2 separate regions of the Xenopus laevis genome follow, and region 1 is linked to region 2. The links are chromatin contacts, called in public Hi-C maps. All regions are on one chromosome and are shown on one strand. The core of a region is the stretch at or near the end of the contact, and the rest is flanking DNA. Distances in the headings are between cores, read along the strand shown. Region 1 overlaps LOC108708229 (syntaxin-12). Region 2 holds the start of cited4.L (cbp/p300-interacting transactivator 3).

Region 1 (3,453 bases), core at 415-2,914, 38 kb before region 2:
GTGATGAGAAAGAAGCCCTTTCTGCACTCACGCAAACACAAACAGAGTCGCTTGTTGTATGCAAAAGCCCATTTAGACAAGCCACAGAGATTTCGGAACAAAGTGTTTGGACTGATGAGACAAAAATGAAGTTATTTGGTCATAACAAAAAGTGCTTTGCATGGTGGAAGAAGAACACTGCATTCCAAGAAAAACACCTACTACCTACTGTCAAATTTGGTGGAGGTTCCATCATGCTGTGGGGCTGTGTGGCTAGTTCAGGGACTGGCCTTTGTTAAAGTCAAGGGTCGGATGACAACAAATTCTTCAGGATAATGTTTAAAGGAAAACTATACTCCCAAAATGAACACTTAAGCAACAGTTCATATCATATTAAGTGGCATATTAAAGAATCTTGCCAAACTGGAATATATATTTAAGTAAATATTGCCCTTTTACATCTCTTGCCTTGAGCCACCATTTCCTGATGGTCTCTGTGCTGCCTCAGTGATCACCTGACCAGAGATACTGCAACTCTAACTGTAACAGGAAGAAGTGTGGAAGCAAAAGACACAACTCTGTCTGTTAATTGGCTCATGTGACCTAACATGTATGGTTTGTTGGTTTGTTTGTGAGTACAGTGAATCTTACGATCCCAGGGGGCGGCCCTTATTTTTTAAAATGGCAATTTTCTATTTATGATTTATTATTATGAAAATGGTTTATTTACATGAAGCAGGATTTTACAATATCTTTTTATAGAGACCTACATTTTTTGGGGGGTATAGTTTTCCTTTAAGCATCAGTCACAAAGTTAAAGTTACTCAGAGACTGGATATTCCAACAAGACAATGACCCTAAACACACTTGGAAATCTATGGGATGATTTGAAGCAGGCTATCCATGCTCAGCAGCCATCAAATTTAACTAAACTGGAGAGATTTTGTATGGACGCATGGTCAAAAATATCGCCATCCAGAATCCAGATACTCATCACAACTTTTTCATATGACTGTATGTGTATGGGCCGCCATTACTGTATGTGTGCAGGGCCGCCATTAGAAATCACGGGGCCCCGTACAACAAAATTTTTTGGGGCCACCTGGGCCCCGCCCACACTATCGCCCAAGCCCCACCACAGATCCCACCCAAGCCACCCAAGCCACACTCCATCCCGCCCAAAGACCACACAGACATCAGCGCTAAAAAACCCCCATACACAAGTTATAAAAAGCTATTGATGGTCAGGGTCCCCTTATAAGTAAAAAAAAATAAAACATTGGGGCCAGGGCCCCCCTTACAAGTTAAAAAAAAAATTGGGGCCCTAAAAAATATTTTTTAAAAAAACACTGGTGCCAGGCCCCCCTTACAAGTCAAAAAAAATTGGGGCCCCAAATTTTTTTTTTTTAAAAAAACATTGGTGCCATTGGTCCCTTACAAGTTAAAAAGAAAATTGGGGCCCCAAAAAGTTGTTGTTTTTTTTAAAAAGAAAAAAAAAATTGGTGGCAACGGGATTAAAAAAAAACCTCCACATTGGTGTTCAGTAGAACTGAACTTGTGGCTTCAGGACTTCAACTTCGGGTCTTTTCGGCGATTTGGGAGTTCGGCTTCGGCTGTTTTCGTGGCTTAGGGTCCTTCAGCTGTTCGGCACTTCCACGTTTCAGCTGTTTGGGATGGCCGTAGGATGCAGCGCTCTCAAGGGGGGCCCGGCCGGGCCTTATCAAGATAATGCTGCTCTAAGGCAATGGACACACAGGCTGTTGTCAGTGGCTGTTGTTGGCCTGCGTATTTCTACAGGCTGAGAGAAGCAGATCTGCTCATTGCCCCTGCTCCATTGATTTGAATCAGATCAGCCTGACACACTGACCTCTGCTTCAGCTCTGCTGTGTGTGTGTGACCACAGGCTGATCAAATTCTAGTCAATGGAGCAGGGGCACTAAGGCACTGAGCAGATCTGCTTCTCTCAGTCTGTGTGCCCATAGCCTTAAGGAGCTTGGTTTGCTTTACTTGAAAGAATCCATTTAACCTACTTCTTTCTCTCATCTCTTTCTAGAAAAAATCCCGGAAGAAGATCTGTATTTTAGTGCTGGCTCTTGCCATTGCAGCTGTGATTCTGGGTTTCATCATATATTTATCAGTGAGATCCTGAGGTCACTCATAACACCCTTTCATCTTCTTTTCATCTTCTGGTTATTTTCCTCATGCAATTTGCTGTGCATATATTTTCCTCCAACCATAAGTGAATAACAGAGACAGGATTTGAAGAAAAAAAAAATGAATAAAAGTACTATGGAATACCACAAGACCCTGCTGTGAGACACTCCTGAACATGACATTTTAGAACGGCAAACCTTTTTTTTTTTTTTTTTTTTTTTTTTTTTTTTAATCCTAGTGCTGTCATATATTTACTATTGTGCCACATGGCCAGGACTTTTTTTATTCCATTAAAATATCAGATCACATCACACCACTAATCTTGCCCACAATAGTTTATGCTATATTCTGGCGACATCTTGAACACCATGTAGATAACATTTTAGAATAGGATTTATTTATCACCGATTAACATTCAGTTCTCCCCAACTTGACACTGTGGGAGTATTAATTCTGCTCACATTGTCATTGCACAAAACTACTTTATATATAAAAAGCTACTATGGTTCACTTTAATTTATGTTTAGAAGGGAGAATATTGCTCAACGTGTTAGTCTTGGTAACAACACTGTCTTCTCATTGGGGATTCATTATATAAAGCCTTCTTGGTTTTGTGGTGTGTGTCTATGCACACAAGCATATATAAATAAATGTGTAATTTTATGTATATAACTATGAACCCAATAATCATCTCATGATAAATGTTACCGACTCTCCCCTTTTAGCACTGTAGTAATGAATATATTATGTTGATAGGAGGCAAAATAATAATAATAAAAATGTTAAACCCCTTTGTGAATCTCCAATTTGTGCTTGTGCAATAGGAGAGCCAGGATACTTGTGAGATATAAATATATATACATGTCCTGATATGGTGCACAAAGTGGCACACCACAGTTGGCACATAATTGTTAGCAACCATAATAGTTCCCCGACCTAAAGTGCGGTCTGTGTCAGCCTGCAGCCTCAGTGGGATAGATACTATATATTTACCTTTTAAACAGCCATTTTGGAGAGCTAAGGGTCATTCTGGAGCACAAATACCTGCATCTGTGACTGCCCATGGTAAGGTGAAAAGTACACGTTGGCAAACTTTTTGAACTTTGTTCACTGCCTTCCAGTTGTCCTGAATTTCTGATGGTCTCTAAATTCTTATAGTCACTGCATATCAACCAAAGTAGCACGGAAACAACAAGGAACAGATAAACTAGATCATTTTCGGTGCCAGGAAAGCTGTAGAATTGTTGGTGCATATAAACTTTGCGCAGTATTGTACCCAGCAATTATAAGGACTTTCGTTAGAGCTGTGGGACAAATATG
Region 2 (3,560 bases), core at 364-2,863:
CAAAATGACATCACTACTCACTGTTTATAACTGATGACATCACTAGTCACCGTTTATAAGTATATCATTTACAAGATATTCATGGCTTTTGCGTAATATATATATATATATATATATATATATATATATATATTTTTTTTTTCTTTCAGTAAAAAAAAGACCGCACTCAAAGGGCTTGTCATGAAAAAAAGCCACAAGGGCTGTGATTTTATTTCTCAACGTTTCTGCTATCAAACTCTAGCCGTCCTCAGGATATATATATATATATATATATACCCCAAACGAATCCGCACTCACAGGTCTTAAGTTAAATTAAAAATATTTATTAGAACAGATGGCTAACGTTTCAGCCTCTCCGAGGCCTTTCTCAAAGTATTCATTCTTCAATAATGACTATGGTAGCTCTGACGTTTGCTGTTTGTCAGAAACAGAGCGACTCCCTTTATGATAGAAAAACCACAGATTCATTGCACTTCATTATAAGGTATGCATTACAATTAAATCTAACAGTATATTTTAACTAGAAACAATGTTAAAACTAGTTTAAAACCAATATATCAGGACACTGTTCCTTTGTAACTATTTTGTAACAATATGATGACTACTTATGCTCTAATTTGTAACTTTGTTTCCAGTGTCACTGATGTAACATTCTTAGAGGATGTCTAAAGGTCCTGACTTAAATGCTACCTGATTCCTCACTTATTACCCCCAAACATTACATCCCTAACTGGACGTAACCCTCAATAAATGGTCCTCACACTAGCTCTAATATGTGTATTGACTCCATCATTCCAGTTGTGCATATCAATAACCTCATGGGTGCTGCTCTATCAACGCTGCCCACTACGGTGCACTACTAGTATAAATCATGCTTATTTCGTCTCATGTACACCCCCTCACGTGACACTACTCATCGTGCACCCCTATATAAACCCTCATACTTCATTGATTATAAATAAAAATATAAAAGCCCTATGTGTTATCTGTCATCCTCCGACATTAATTACATTCTGTCTTTAATCAACCCTCTAGTGAATCTATATACATGCCCTTATTATCAACAAGAGGCTGTTTCATACAATAATGAACAAAACAATTCAACGGTGTAAAATACAATAAAAAGAGAATAAAAATTTAGCATTTGCATTAGGGTTGCTACCTGGCCAGTATTTTACTGGCCTGACCGGTAAAAATGATGGTTGATCCCAATGTTAGGAAAAAAATATATAGGAAAAATATATAGAAAGGCTGGTATTTTTTTCTGGAAAAAGTGTCAACCCTAATCAGCATTGGCCAAATTGCCCTGCTTGGCCCAGCAGCAACACATTTTGAACACAGCTTCTTTATACACTGTTTTATTTAGCTACAGAGGCAAATGTATTTGCAAAATTCAGAAAGGAAAAACTTTTCTCTGTGACATACTTCAAGGCATTAATAATTGTTCTCACCACGACATTTAAAAAAAATGTTGTGGTGCAATTGAGGCAGTGGAAAGACCAGTCCAAGGCTGTTAGAACAACAAACAGTCTGCTACAAACTGGCTCAGTGATGCACCCCTCCCCCCGCAAGCTATAATAAAGCTCAGCAAACAACACATGGGCAGAGACACCTCCGCTCTCCTTCCTGTTTATCCGAGCCAGCCAATCAAAAGTTCATGGGCGTGGCTAAAGGACACACACCACCTTGACTGCTCTTTCTTTCTGTGAAATCCTATTAGCAAATTGCCTGTTGTCATAGGAAGTAGGATTTGTTGGCTTTTTTTTTTTGTCTCCGGCTCTGTGGTCTCTCGCACAGTGAAATCCTGGGATAGAGTCGAACGTAAAGTCCGTCACGTTGCACAGCGCCATATCTGTGCCTGCCTAACTCGAGTGAGTATGAAATTAATTGCTACAATACTGTTTATTTCAGGGTAGAGACTCTTGTGTACGTGTGATCAAGTGCATTCGTGAATCTTATGTAGTAGGGCTAATGTTTACTTAAATATATACAGTGTTTTCAAGGTCTGTGCTTAGGGCAGTGGCTTTCAGACTGTTAGTCCACTTTGGGGTCCAGGATCAGAGTCATTGAAGGGGCTGGAGCATAGTTTTTGGGCTGTTTAGGGCAGAATTCTTATTTGGGCTGAGATAAACAGACGGATGCCCAGCATGAAGGTGATTTGTTGCCGTATGTATTCCTGGAAGTATGGCTGATAGTTGTTTCCCAATATTTATACGCCAAGTATCAGCTGGTTTTTGACAAAAGTTTAATTTCCTAGGAAGGAAAAGTCTGACAACCACTGGCTTATTTGCCTTGTTTTTCCATTACCAAATGGTTTGGTTAAATATATAGGTTTCAAGCCTTTTTGGTTGATTCCCAAACAACTTGGTTGAGGCCATGGTGGGTGAGGGGAAAATGTAAAATTCTGCTTGTATTCTGTTCTATTGTCTGTGTGCATTTCCTCTAACACTCCATAAACATACTGGCTGGTTAACCGGCTCCTGTTAAAATTGATCATTGTGTGTTTTTGAGAGATCGGGAACTCGATTGCAAGCTCTATTGGGGCAGTGACTTATGAGAAAGATCTTTTGTGAAGTGCTGTATGTGTGTGTGTATATATTTATAAAATCTCTTGAACGAGCCTCTGTGGGCTCGAAACGTTGCTGCTACAAATGTGCACACTTATGGTGATGTATCTTATTTAATAAAATTTTTGAGCATTAGTGTTTCCAAATTAGCTCAATGTGCATGTTGGCATCAGGAATTTAGTAATCATACCTGTATTACACATGATTATACTTTAACTTTCTGCCCCTGCAATTTTAATTGCAGACAAAACGCCATAGGTATAATCTGCATTATGTATGCATATGTGTCACAGCACAAACATGTCATATCCACAGCTTTGTTTAACCATACACTACAAATCCTTTAATTATGTAGGACATGTGTTGTGAGAGGATTAGCAGAAGGCTAATATTAACCGGTTCTTGACTAGAGCTAGGATTTTGTTCATATTACAAACCTTTGCTAAATCTGCATTTTTTTAACATCAAGTATTTTTTTATTATACACAGCCTTTTAATATAGTAGTGCAGTATAGTTATTGTGGCAGCAAATTAAAAAACAAAACTTGTTTGTTCAACTATGTAAGACGTTTTGTAATAAATTAACTACAGGATTTGCGTAACTTGCTGGCAGCAATCTTTAACCCACTGGCAAATAATTGGAGAGGTGCTTTTTATGGGTGTCAAAATATAAACTTGGTGTCTGAAACAAGATCAACGTGATTGTACAGCAATGTGGAATATGTCGGTGCCTTATAAATGCATGTGGTGATGATGATGATGATGATAACAATTGTTTGTGACTCTTGCTACATTTGTTTTTGGTTGCAGCAAGACTGTTTACCATAATAGGCAGATTAACCTATGCCCTATTGTAAAATATAATATTATTAAAGGTCAACAAGGAGTTCCAAGATCATAAAATAATCACACGGCTCCAGTCAGAGAGCATTTATGCTGGTAATAGAAGTTAAAGATGACTTGTCATATCCTTATATTTTACAGTACATTTTG

What was found. A called contact is a pair of places that touch in the nucleus more often than the background predicts.
Region 1: a contact with region 2 is called in a Hi-C map of the XL177 cell line, with 2.7 times the contacts expected there. The contact joins the enhancer-like site here to the promoter of cited4.L in region 2. A contact is called at or near these places in 3 of 4 Hi-C or Micro-C datasets (the XL177 cell line, the XTC cell line and animal cap).

The regions. Positions count from the first base shown.
Region 1 is chr2L:86,733,437-86,736,889 of Xenopus_laevis_v10.1, reverse strand. LOC108708229 (syntaxin-12) reads left to right here. Exons shown (of 9, transcript XM_018246706.2): 9 at 2,033-2,923. The coding sequence ends at 2,128. Among protein-coding and RNA genes, the nearest start is that of LOC108708229, 14 kb to the left of the region's middle. Within about 2 kb of position 1,664, at least 1 of the 7 cell types and tissues checked has an H3K27ac peak or open chromatin away from gene starts, as enhancers often do.
Region 2 is chr2L:86,695,415-86,698,974 of Xenopus_laevis_v10.1, reverse strand. It overlaps cited4.L (cbp/p300-interacting transactivator 3), which reads left to right and starts at 1,613. Exons shown (of 3, transcript XM_018246704.2): 1 at 1,613-1,871.